4 separate regions of the Mus musculus genome follow, and regions 1, 2 and 4 are each linked to region 3. The links are chromatin contacts, called in public Hi-C and targeted proximity ligation maps. All regions are on one chromosome and are shown on one strand. The core of a region is the stretch at or near the end of the contact, and the rest is flanking DNA. Distances in the headings are between cores, read along the strand shown. Region 1 has its middle 97 kb from the start of Gm32245. Region 2 overlaps Nrxn2 (neurexin II). Region 3 holds the start of Ppp1r14b (protein phosphatase 1, regulatory inhibitor subunit 14B). Region 4 overlaps Nrxn2 (neurexin II).

Evidence for each region. A called contact is a pair of places that touch in the nucleus more often than the background predicts.
Region 1: a targeted proximity ligation map of bone marrow-derived macrophages shows a contact between it and region 3, with 5 times the contacts expected there. A contact is called at or near these places in 4 of 39 promoter capture datasets (the C10 cell line, the HPC-7 cell line, cranial neural crest and 1 more), 1 of 484 Hi-C or Micro-C datasets (embryonic stem cells), 8 of 130 datasets of targeted methods (T-cell acute lymphoblastic leukemia, bone marrow-derived macrophages, embryonic stem cells and 1 more) and 2 of 9 other capture datasets (adipose tissue and macrophages).
Region 2: a Hi-C map of cortical neurons shows a contact between it and region 3, with 2.7 times the contacts expected there. A contact is called at or near these places in 16 of 39 promoter capture datasets (the 3T3-L1 cell line, 3T3-L1-derived adipocytes, the C10 cell line and 8 more), 2 of 484 Hi-C or Micro-C datasets (both in cortical neurons), 24 of 130 datasets of targeted methods (the NIH/3T3 cell line, PVALB interneurons, T-cell acute lymphoblastic leukemia and 16 more) and 2 of 9 other capture datasets (embryonic stem cells and macrophages).
Region 4: a targeted proximity ligation map of embryonic stem cells shows a contact between it and region 3, with 9 read pairs. A contact is called at or near these places in 14 of 39 promoter capture datasets (the 3T3-L1 cell line, the C10 cell line, cranial neural crest and 6 more), 12 of 130 datasets of targeted methods (PVALB interneurons, embryonic basal ganglia, embryonic brain and 7 more) and 1 of 9 other capture datasets (embryonic stem cells).

Annotation. Positions count from the first base shown.
Region 1 is chr19:6,662,438-6,665,137 of GRCm38.p6, reverse strand. No RefSeq gene overlaps it. Among named protein-coding and RNA genes, the nearest start is that of Gm32245, 97 kb to the right of the region's middle.
Region 2 is chr19:6,490,817-6,493,516 of GRCm38.p6, reverse strand. Nrxn2 (neurexin II) reads right to left here. Exons shown (of 23, transcript NM_001205234.2): 14 at 2,602-2,700; 15 at 1,843-2,033; 16 at 508-681; 17 at 62-181. It overlaps Gm52381 (a long non-coding RNA gene), which reads left to right. Exons shown (of 2, transcript XR_003952843.1): 2 at 975-2,513. Among named protein-coding and RNA genes, the nearest start is that of Gm52381, 5.1 kb to the left of the region's middle.
Region 3 is chr19:6,973,670-6,976,369 of GRCm38.p6, reverse strand. It overlaps Ppp1r14b (protein phosphatase 1, regulatory inhibitor subunit 14B), which reads right to left and starts at 1,322. Exons shown (of 4, transcript NM_008889.2): 1 at 864-1,322. The coding sequence starts at 1,121. It also overlaps a transcript of Plcb3 not described here.
Region 4 is chr19:6,514,218-6,516,917 of GRCm38.p6, reverse strand. All of the region lies in intron 20 of Nrxn2 (neurexin II), which reads right to left. Among named protein-coding and RNA genes, the nearest start is that of Gm52381, 18 kb to the right of the region's middle.

The DNA.
Region 1 (2,700 bases), core at 123-2,622, 310 kb after region 3:
ATTTTTAAGGTGTCACCAACTTTTCTTTTTTTTTCCTTTTATTTTTTTAACATTTATTTCTTTTGGTTGTGTTCACGTGCTTGTGTAGTACACACCACAGCACGTGTGAGGTGTTCGGAGAAGACTGCCTGCAGAATCATCCTCTCTACCAGGTGGGTCCCTGGAACCAAACTCAGGTCATCAGGCTTCGAAGCAGGTGCCCTTACCAGCTGAGCCATCTTATTGGCCCAGTGACCAACCTTTTCTGTGGAGGGCCAGACAGCACCTGTTTTAGGTTGCTGGTTGTGACTGCCTCTGTGGCAGGTCCTCCGCTGAGCCATGGGAGTGAGAAAGGCAAGGATGGCAAGACACTCAGGGATCCGTGGCGCCCACACAGCGCTGTGTGCAGACCCCCCAGTGCAGGCTTGATCGAGCTTGCTCTTCACAGGGGATGACATGTTCTTCTGTCCCAAGGCACACAATGCCTGGGGCTCCCAACTGCATTTTAACTTGAAAAATACAAAAAAATGAGATCAAACCCCAAAGCCCCGCTAGCTCTAGATACCACCACGCTTTTGGAGAAGTGTATAAATTGAGAAGTGAAAGACTTGGTGGTCTCTTTGTACGCCTTTAACAAGTGTTCCTGGGCAGATGGAGCCACTTCCTCTCACCTTCTCAGAACCAGAGGGCAAGAGCCCAGGGCATGTGTCATCTCCAGCCGTGTAGTGCCTCCATTCTGCCCCACAGATGTGTCTGCACAGGGGAAGGTCAGAGCTCGGACGTCCACCCTCTAGCCAGCTTAGCAGACTCTGGGATCCCTAAAGGGCTGAGAGGTTACATAGACACCCCACTAGCTGGAACCTTCTCAAAGGGGATACTGCTGCTGATGGTGAAGATGACCGTGGCTCCTTTTCTGAAAACCTTTTTACCAGTTTTCTTGTAAATAAACAGACAGAATTTAGAAAAATAAGTGTATATTTATCTGGTGTATGTGTATCTGTATGCGTGCCTGCTCATGCCACAGTGCATATGTGTGGTGGTGGTCAGAGGACAGCTTGCAGGAACCCCAGGATTGAATTCACTGGTTATCAGTCTCTGTGGCACTTTGAATCATCTTATGAGCCTGCAAATGGATTTTTACATGACCCCTTAGCCATGTATGGTGGCACATGCCTGTGGTCCCAGAACTTGGGGTGGGGGTGGGGGGTGGGGGCTAGGAATGGGGCTGAAGGATCAGGAGTTCAAGGCAAGCCATGGCTAAATAAAACCTTGCCTCAGAACAAGTCAACCAACCAACCAACAAAAACCGGATTTAAATGCTCCAGAAGAGAGAGAAAGGGCAGAGACTGACCTCGGCGTGACCTGGGTGTGTCCTGGGTGATTTGCCATTCCCTCGAGTGGCAGGCAGAGGCATCTGGAACAGGTGTCCAGGCATCCCCGGGGAAGCTCCTTGGCCCCTCTTCCCTTTCCTCTTTTTCCTTTAATTCCGTTGCAGCCTAGCTCCTTGCCTAGCCTTCTCTGCGATAAGGCATGGGGATAGATGGATCGCAATCCTGGCTCTCCCGTCCCTTCTAGTGACTTGCCCTCTCACCCACCAGATGGCGCTCTCGACCACTTGGTTCCTGGCTCCCAGTGTAGCACCACTGCCTGGGGGTGGGGGCAGGAGCAGTGCTTGGAGAATAAATGTGGGTAGGAGGGAGAGGTGCAGCTCAGGGCTCAAATGCAGCTCATGCTCGGGTCGCAGGGGAACCTGCTTCTTATTAGTGGAGGCTTTAAGGAAACACTGTGGCTTCGAACCCATTCGGCCATTCGGCTCCTAGATGACCCCCCTGGATTGTCAGGGTGGCACCCCAGAGGTAGGCTGGGATGGGGAAGGTTTTTGTTTTTTGTTTTCCCCTCCAGGAAGCCAGAAGGGTGTCATCACAGTGAGGCATCTCTCAGAACTTGATTTGTGTCCCCTGTTACTTGGGGACATGTTGGATGGGTGACTGACACGCACCAGAGACAGTGGAATGGTGATTGATCAGTGGATAAGCCTGAGGCAGCAGAGGAGACGGCTGCGCTCTGGGACATACGTGCTCTGTCTGGCAGTTTCTCCTGGCATCCCAACCAGATCTCCCTTCTGTGGTGAAGGGCCCTCCACGGAGGGCCATGTCTGGCAGGCTCTGGATATAGCCCACAGTCAATGGCTAACTAATGCAATGGCCAGGAAGCTGGACCCTCCCTCAGATCTGGAGAAGTCTCGTGTACAACTGATGTCCCCAAGCCTCCCTGGATCTGTCCAGGGCTGGACTTAGCTCTAAGGTCACATTCCTTCTGTCTTAGTCTTTTTCTGTTGCTGATAACACAAACCCACGGGCTGGGTAAGCAATCAAGAAAGGAGGTTAATTTTGGCTCATGGGTCTGGTCCAAGGTCAAGGGGCAGCATCTATGATGTTCTTGTTGGCAGAATCCCAAGGTTGCACAGGGCATCACATGGCAAGAAGCAGGGCTCTCCTGAGATCTGGCCAGCTGGCTTCTATAACAGGGCCACTCTGGAGATAACTAACTCATCAATCCATTAATCACAGGAGTGGATTAATCCACTTGGGAGGGAGAGCCCTGTATCTCTTAATCTCTCATAATGGGGATTAAACTTCAACACTCATTCTGAGAGAGATAATCCACAGTGTTTATTGAGCCCCTCCCTTCCCTGACCTTTGCCCTTACCCTCTAGGGACT
Region 2 (2,700 bases), core at 2-2,501, 480 kb after region 3:
ACAGTTCCTGTGACTGAGGATAGGATGGCAGCACCCACAGCCCAGCCCTGCTGGCACTCACGGTCATTGCAGACAGGGCCTCCATAGGAAGTCATAGTACAGTCACAGGTAAAACCATCCCACTGCTGCAGACAGACGCCCTGGTTGGCACAAGACTCTTCGGTGCAGGTGGTGCTAGGGCCTGGAAAGAGCAGGAAGGAGAAACGCCCCAGGCTTAGCCACGTGCCCAGGGGCTGTAGATGTTCCCCCAACCAGCCAGAGGCTCTGCCCTTTGATCCGTCAGACTAGAAGGGCCAGATACTAACTGGGATGATGGGGTGGGATAGAACAGGGGGCACTCAAAGACTGCTAGGCTTCTGGCTAGTAGTCGGGGTGGGAGGCAACAGGGAGAGTATGTGGTCGTCCTTTGCCTGCCTGCCTTGTCCCAGAGCTCTTGGGACAGGCTCATGAGGAGGCCCCTGTCAGCCTCAGGGCCACACCTAACTGCCCCACACTGCCCACACTCACCATCACAGCCCCTCTCCACCTGCCCGATGCGGTGCAGGGCGTCAGCGATGAGGTCTGGGAGGCGTCCGTTGAGGTCCACAGAAGCCAAGCAGCCTTGAAAGCCATCCCGAGAGGCCACCAGCTTGGGCAGGTTGCTGAACATATTCTTGCTCAGGCCACCGATATACAACTCCCCTGCAAAGGCAGTGGTATCAACACCCCACCTTGTCCCTACCCCTGTCCCCGGATGCTGACACCCTACCACTGGGTCCTCCAGACACCTGAAAGGCTCATGGTATCCCTAACAGACACAGCAAACCTCAGCTTCCCCACCAACACCACCTCTTCCTCTTCTCTTCCCTTCGCCATCTGTGTGTTCCCCTCCCTCAGAAGCCAGATGCCTGGGGTAGTGGGGGTGGGGGGCAGCTGGAGGGACCCGCTCCATGTTCTCTCCTACACGCTTGATTCCAGTTCCGTCCTGTAATCAGGGCCTTTCATGGATGCGCGGCTCTACAGCCTTTCCGCCCCCGCTGCCTCCTTCCCAAAGACTTGTTTCCCAGAACCGCAGGCCTTCTCTCAGCAGCCTTCTCTTCTCTGATGTCCTCCTGACAACTGGGGTTCTTGGGGGAGGCCTTCCTCAGAGATGTCTAATCTCCCGCGTGGGCCCTAGTTCTCCTGCATGTCTACTGGAGTTTCGGCAGCCCTGGACATCATAGCTGAAGCCCGGGTCCCGGATCTGCTGCCACTTCTGAGTCTCTGTAACACATCGCCCTCTCCTGGGAGCAAGGTGAATTTGCAGCACTGCCAACCAAGCTGCTGGATCTGAGGACTCGGGAGGTGAATCCACTGTCTCTGAAGGTCTTCCCCAGGTTTTGACAGTTTGGGTTACACGGACACACGTGGAGCCCGTAAAGCTAAGGGATGCTCCAGGCATGTGTGTGCAAGGAGGTCTCGTGGACCCCAGATGGCTCTGAAATAGCTGCAGCCTACGTCTCCTGTTCCAATGCCCAGTCCACCACCTCCTTCTCCCCCTACCCCTCCTGTTATTCATTTTCCTCCTCTTCCTCTCGGCCACCTACACTGGGGACTGGCAGTGACAATTTCAGTGACTGCTGTACAGTCACTGGAGATGGTGGGACCCTGGTGGGAAATAGCCTGGCCAGTGCTCCATCTGAAGTGGCTTCACAGGAGAGCCCAGTAAGACACAGGTGGGAAATGTCAGCCAGACACCATGGAGAACAGGAAAGAGGGGTGAGGGAGAGCGGCCTTGACCCCCTTTCAGGGGGCGGGGGATTGATCTCAATGGAGAAGGGGGTCTGGGGTAAGGCTGGCCTTCTCCAGAGGTTCCAGCCCCACCTTTGAGATCCAGATTTCGGGCACCGTTGGAATGCTGCGTGACTGTGCGGGAGTCGATCTTCAGTGTGTGCACGTTGCCTGGGTCCCTGGACACCACCACATTGTGCCATTGGTTGTCATTGACTGGTTTGTCTGAGTTTCCCTTCATCAAGGACGGGCCATTTCCCAGGTCAAACACGTAGTGGATGTACCTGCCCCACGGTAGGGAGGAAACACCAGATCAGACGGGCACCACAGAGATGCCAGGCGAGAATGAGCTACTGCTGGCAGAAAAACCAGGGGCCTGGGGCAGAGGGGTAGACAAGGGATCCCATGGGAAGGGACCAAAAAATGGCACTGGAAGCTTGAGGCATGAAGTCTTGTCCCAGGGAGGTCACGGAAGCACTTGCTCTTGGCCCCCAAAAGAGGACCTGACAGAAGGGGAGTTTTGGTAATACAGTAGGGGTCCCCTAGAAGCAGGGTCTGAACTACTTGAGGGCGCAATTCTCCAGGGCAAGAGAAAGACTTGGCTGACTTCTGCCATAAAGAGGACAGTGGCCAGAGAAGGGACGTGACTGGGAACCCTGGCAAGGAAGTGGCCGAGGAGCCAACAGCCCAGAAGCAGGGTTGGGCTTCTCCATCTTGGCTGCAGAGGGACCCTCCTGGCTGATGACTAAAGATGTGGCTCTTGACCTGATGTCTGGGTGTGTTGAACCTTCCCAAAGGCCAGGGAGGAGCTCTATCGGGGTCAGCAGGGGACCACAGTGCCCATCCCCTCACCCCTTGACCAACTCGATGACGATGAAGTCGTTGCCGTTGCCTGAGTTGAACAGCAGAAGTCCATCTGGGGCCGTGGTCTTGAACTGGAAGAAGAGATGC
Region 3 (2,700 bases), core at 73-2,572:
CTTCCTGTCCCTGCCAGTGGGCACCAGGGGCGCCAGACAGACAGGGCTGGGGACCTTGGGCTTTGAACCTAGCAGATGTGCCTTCTCAGCATCCGGGACCTCCGGCTCACCAGAGCACTGGTGGGCCAGCTGTCCTAGTTCATCACAGCCCTCCCCTCCCCCAAACACCTGTCACAGCTTCCTGGGGGGGGGGGGAGGAAGTGAGGGTGAGGGGTCAGTGTGAAAGACCCATGCTTGATAAAGGGGAAACAAAGAGCCCATGCTTTGAGGAGAAAGGGGTACACCCCCCTCCCCAAGGGTACAGCTATCACACTTGGAGCCAGCTGCATTCCAGGGCTGGGCTAGGGTAGGCATTAGAGGGCAGGCCCACTCCTCCACCCTACCCCTGGGGGCCTGAGTCACCATCTGAACAAGCAAGGAACATGGGGTGGAGAACCAGAGCTGGGAGAGCTGGTTAACCTGTCTCTGTAGACAGAATGGCAGGCTAGCCCACAACAACTCCTCAGATCCTTTGTAACACTTGAGACAGTTAAACTAGTACCTTTCAACTAGTGTCGATGCTAGCCCAGACTAGACTAGACCTTTCACTGTTAGCCCAAGCTAGACCCCTGCCTCCAGCAGGCTATCTAGTTCTTCTAGACTCGGCGAGGACACTATGCTTAACCTGAGGCAGTACCACGAAGGACGCAAGGTCCCGGGCAGCGGAGAAAGCTAGAGTGTCTTAGGTCAGGCAAGAAAGAGCGCACACTCACTGGGAGCGGCGAGTGCAAGACCGGTGGCTTGGCAGCAGAGCTCCCATTGACTCTGGAGACAGACCGACTTAGGGCCGATTTTAGGGTATCCGCGCGGGGTGGGGAGCACACCTGGCAGTCGTAGAGTCGCGTGAGCTGTTCTAAAATCCACTCCTCCAGGTTGAGGCGCTTCCGTAGCTCCTTGCGGTCGTACTTGACGGTGACCTTCCCTTGCCGTCTCACCGGGCCATCGTCATCAGCGCCCCCCGGGCCTTCGCCTGCGGCCCCAGGGGGACTCTGGAAGTAGACTCGGGGCCCTGTGCTGCCACTGCCCGGCCCGGGGGCCGGGGCAGCTAACGCCGCGCCCCCCGCGGGGCCGCTGTCCGCCATGGCGGCCGCCGGGGCCACGTGCGCGCTCGGGCCCCTCCCTGCGCCGCCGCCTCCCGGACGCCCGCCGGCTGGCTCCCGGCCGCTGGCTCCGGTTAGCTCGCGGGCTCCGTTCCGCGCAGCTCCGCGGCGAGGGCGGCGGCGGGGGCGCCCGGGGGCAGCTGCAGCATGCGGAGCCCCCGGGCTTGGCCTGGCCGCGCCCCGCCCCCTCCCCACCGATCCGCCCGCCCTTTGTCCCCCGCGGCCGCCGCCCGAGCCGCCGCCGCTGCCGCTTTCTCTGTCTTGCTCTCTTCCCCCGCCCCCCGACCACACCCCCTTAAAGGGCCAGCCCCGCTTCAGGCCCCCTCTCCCCAACCCCGCCTCCTGAAAGGGGATAGGGGAGGATCTACTTTGCCGGGTTTGGGGACTGTCTGTCCGGTTTCCTATAACTTAACCTCTGGCCTCAAACCTAGACTTCTAGGTGTCGGATGCCTGGATCTTCACGCCACTAGGACCATAGTCCTCTTCTGACCCTGTTTCATTCTGTCACTAAGGTAGAAACAGACAGTCTAGGCATGAGACGGTGTGGGCGCAGATGCGGTGAGGAACGTGCGGGACCCTTGGTCATCAAGGGGCGAGAGAACTTCCGCGCATGGGTCGACACGTGGACAGGGCTTCCGGGGATCGGAGGTGTAAAGGGGTCCAGGCACTGCCCAGGTGCCGGCCGGGATGCCCTACTTGGTCTGGTCTCACGCCCCTCAAGGAAGAGCTCGGGGTGGGGGCGTGTAGATTTGGCCGTTTGGCTTACAATAGCCAGGACTGGGACGACCACCGCCCACCGGCTGAGATGGCGGCGCGCGTGGTATTGTGGGCAATGTAGTCAGCGGCTCGTCGATGCTGCCCCTCCCAGCTGCAGAGCCCGCATTGAAGCGCAAACTTGTTTGGGGCGCGCCCCTCTGAGCTGGCAGGATTGTGCTGGGCGAGGCCCTGGGCGCCCCGCAGCTTGAGCGTGTGCAAAGGAGGAAACTCGGGTGCAAAGAGCTAGCATGTGGGGAAGCCAAAACTCACAATGATAAAGGTAATAATAGCAGTTGACCCCAAATGAGCGTTTATTGGGACCCCTGCCTGTTCTGCTGTAGGGACAGCAAGCTAGTTCACCCAGTAACTTCTCGATCCTTCACACTTTAGGAGGCCACCTTCCAGTCTTCCTTTATTCTGTCTGCATCTTTAAATTGTTTCATTCATTCCTTTGTCTTTCTGCTAGAAAGCGAAAATTTGGTGGGCCAGAGCTCTGAGGACTCTGCTGATACCTTAGCTTGGGTCAGCGTGCTCCTTGTCAAACCTACAGGCATTAGGACACTATTAGGTCCATACCGAATTCTAGCTCGAAAAACTCTCAGACTCAGGCAAAGGACTCTCCATCCTATTGGTTGAACAAACGACCGAAAAGAGGTGGTGGGTGGGGGGGGGGGGACCGATGGACTTCCTCTGAAGGCTGTGGGGAACATTAAACGGGAAAACTCGTGGACACTTCAGTTGTGAGAGCACATAGTTAAGTCACAGGGCTATATAAAGGGGGAGCTGGGATTTTGAGCCCGGGCTG
Region 4 (2,700 bases), core at 63-2,562, 460 kb after region 3:
GGTTGGGGATGGGGTGAGGGGGGAAGACAGGGGAGAGGCAGGCAGTCCAGGGAGGCCAGGAAGAAGGGATGGAGAGTGGAGAGAAGACGGGGAGGAATGTGGGAGCCAGGAGGAAGCCAGCACACAGGTGGGGAAAGGAATGAGGAAGAGGCAGACAACCAAGGGAAAGTCATTGTTAACCAGAACCCCTAGCCCGGCCTTGTGGGACCCCCCACAGGAGAGGGTCGCCAGGGCACACATGGGTCGGGAAAGGGAGCCTGGTCACCCCCTATCCCCACCATGCACATGCCTCTCCATCTACACCCGTACCCCACCGATCCCACTCCGGGGCGATCACCCCCGCGTCCTTATCCTTCAGTTCCACCCCCATCTTCTCTCTCTATTCTCCCAAGCATCCCATCCAATGTCCAGCCTCAAGCCATGGTATCCTCCAAAGCAGTAGGCGGTGGCAGCAGAGACAGAGACAGGAGGGTGTCCTGCCAGGCTAAGGCGGAGTTTGTGAGTGTGAGCAGAAGAAGCAGCAAGATGAGGGACAGATTGTGTGAGTCTGCTCCAGGCTGGCCCCGCCCATTAGCACCGGGTGATGGCTGGCCCGGCTGCTTAGCTCCTACTGCCCAGCTGAGGCCCAGCCTCCGAGGTCCAGCCACTGCCCTGGGAGCAGGCCCCAGTGAGCTGAACCCTTCCCCCAAGATGGACGTGCAAGCCCAGATATGGAAAATGTTAAAGGGACCTTGCTTCGCTCACTGACAGCCAAAATCACTGCTCCAGCTCCAGTCTGGCTCTGCGTGTGGCAGTGTTAGACACCTCTGATGACCCCCATGTGAGGCTCGGCTGCTTGCTTTGGTTTTAGTCGACCTGGGGGTCAGTTTAACCCTCTGAGTTTGTTGGTTTTGGTTTGTTTTTTGTTTTTTTGTTTTTGTTTTTTTAGAAAAGACATTTATTATGTTTAAGTTTAGATTTAGCTTTGGTTTTTATGTTATTGGGGAGGGGGCCGATGGAATATGACTTTGCCCCACTCTCCCACGGACCTTTAGCTGCTTTCATTTAAGGCCTGGCTTAGCCCTTGTTAGCTTCTGGTTAGTGCCTCATTAGAGATCTGGTTTAAAGTTAGGATCCTGGGAGCCCTGCCCCCCAAACCTGGGCTGAGATAGTCCAACTTGTGACACATACCCTCTCTAGAAATCACAGGCTCTCAGGACCCCCCAAAACACCTATCCAGCCAAAGAAGGTTCACTAGCTTGTCTCCTTGGGCTCCTTACTTAGACGCTCCTCCCCCAAGACCCTCCTACTTCCTGCTCTTACTTAGACGCTCCTCCCCCAAGACCCTCCCACTTCCGGCTGAAGTAAAGATGTCCCCTTTGCATTTTCTCATTTAAGGCTGGGCCCGGCCCACAAACGTGGAGGGCTGCTTCATAAAAATTATAAGAAAAAACAAGGAGAGAAGGGTCAGATGAGTTCTCCACTAAGCAGATTCCCTTCTCAGAGCCTTACAAAACTAACGTAATGTGGGCTTCCAAAAGGAGGAGGCCTGCTCCATTCCAAGCCCACCTGGCTACAGGTCTCTTTATTGTGAGGTGCCCCCTGGAACTGCTGCTCCAGGCATGTTTTGGAAGTACAACATGGAGCCATCCCACAGACATTTATTGAGCACCTACTGTATCCCAGCAACTTAAAATAAAACATCACTCCAGGGACACCTAGCCCTGCCCTAGACTCGCCTGTTCCTATTCCTCCCAAGGTGCACTTGGAGAGGGCGGAGCAAAAACCAAGGAGGGAGCGAGGCTCACGGGGTCAGACCCGGGCCAAAGGCCACACCAAGAGTGACCTCCTCCTCCTCCTCTTCGGGAAGTTCAACCTGCCATTTTCTAGAAGAGTAGATACAAGTTTCAGGAGAAGTATGGCTGCCACAGTGGAAGGCAAGGAGTTCTTCCCTTCCTCAGCCCCTAGATTATCTTCTCTGAACAGCACTCCCAACCTACCCTGGGAAGGGGGTGGGGGGAGCATCACAAGTTGTCCCATCCTCAGCCCAGGCTCCTCCCTCAGCCTCTCTGATTCTAGGAGGGGAGGGTGGGTAAAAGAGAGGAAGCCATGGCCTCTGTGGCCCCTGCCCACGCCTGCCATTAACACCTCAAAGGGTTAAAGTTCACCCCGCTGGAGAGAGCGGCCCAGTGTGGCTGGGGGCTGCAGGTTTTAGCGATGTCTGTTACAGTCCCTTTAACCTTTTTGTCCTGCTGTGAGTTTATGACATCTGGTTATCAGCGTGTTTAGTCCCCTGGGTGCAGGGGCTGAAGGTTACATGGGGGGATTTAGTCGGGGGCGGGGGAAGCCCCGTGGACATTTAATGCACAGTTATCAGCTGGTTACGTGGGCTTTAGTGCTTCTGCTCCCCACTAGAGTTTAGCCTTAGAGGTACAGAGCTTGCCCCTCCTCCAACGGGAATGACATGGCTGTGCCCTTGGCCCCCAACTTCTGGTGACAAGGACCCTTCTCCCTCTCACACAGCAGTACCACCTCACTTTCGCATAAGGGCCTCTGGGGGACCTGCTCTGTCTTCCTCATCAAACCAGCAGGCAGAGACCTCTATGGATTCCTAAGAGAGCACCACCTTCCCTTCCTCCCTTGGTCCGGTCAGCCACCAGCCTGCACTACTTCTAGGGGGCCTGAGCCCAAGCAGAGCCTGTGGGATCTTTCAGTAAGATC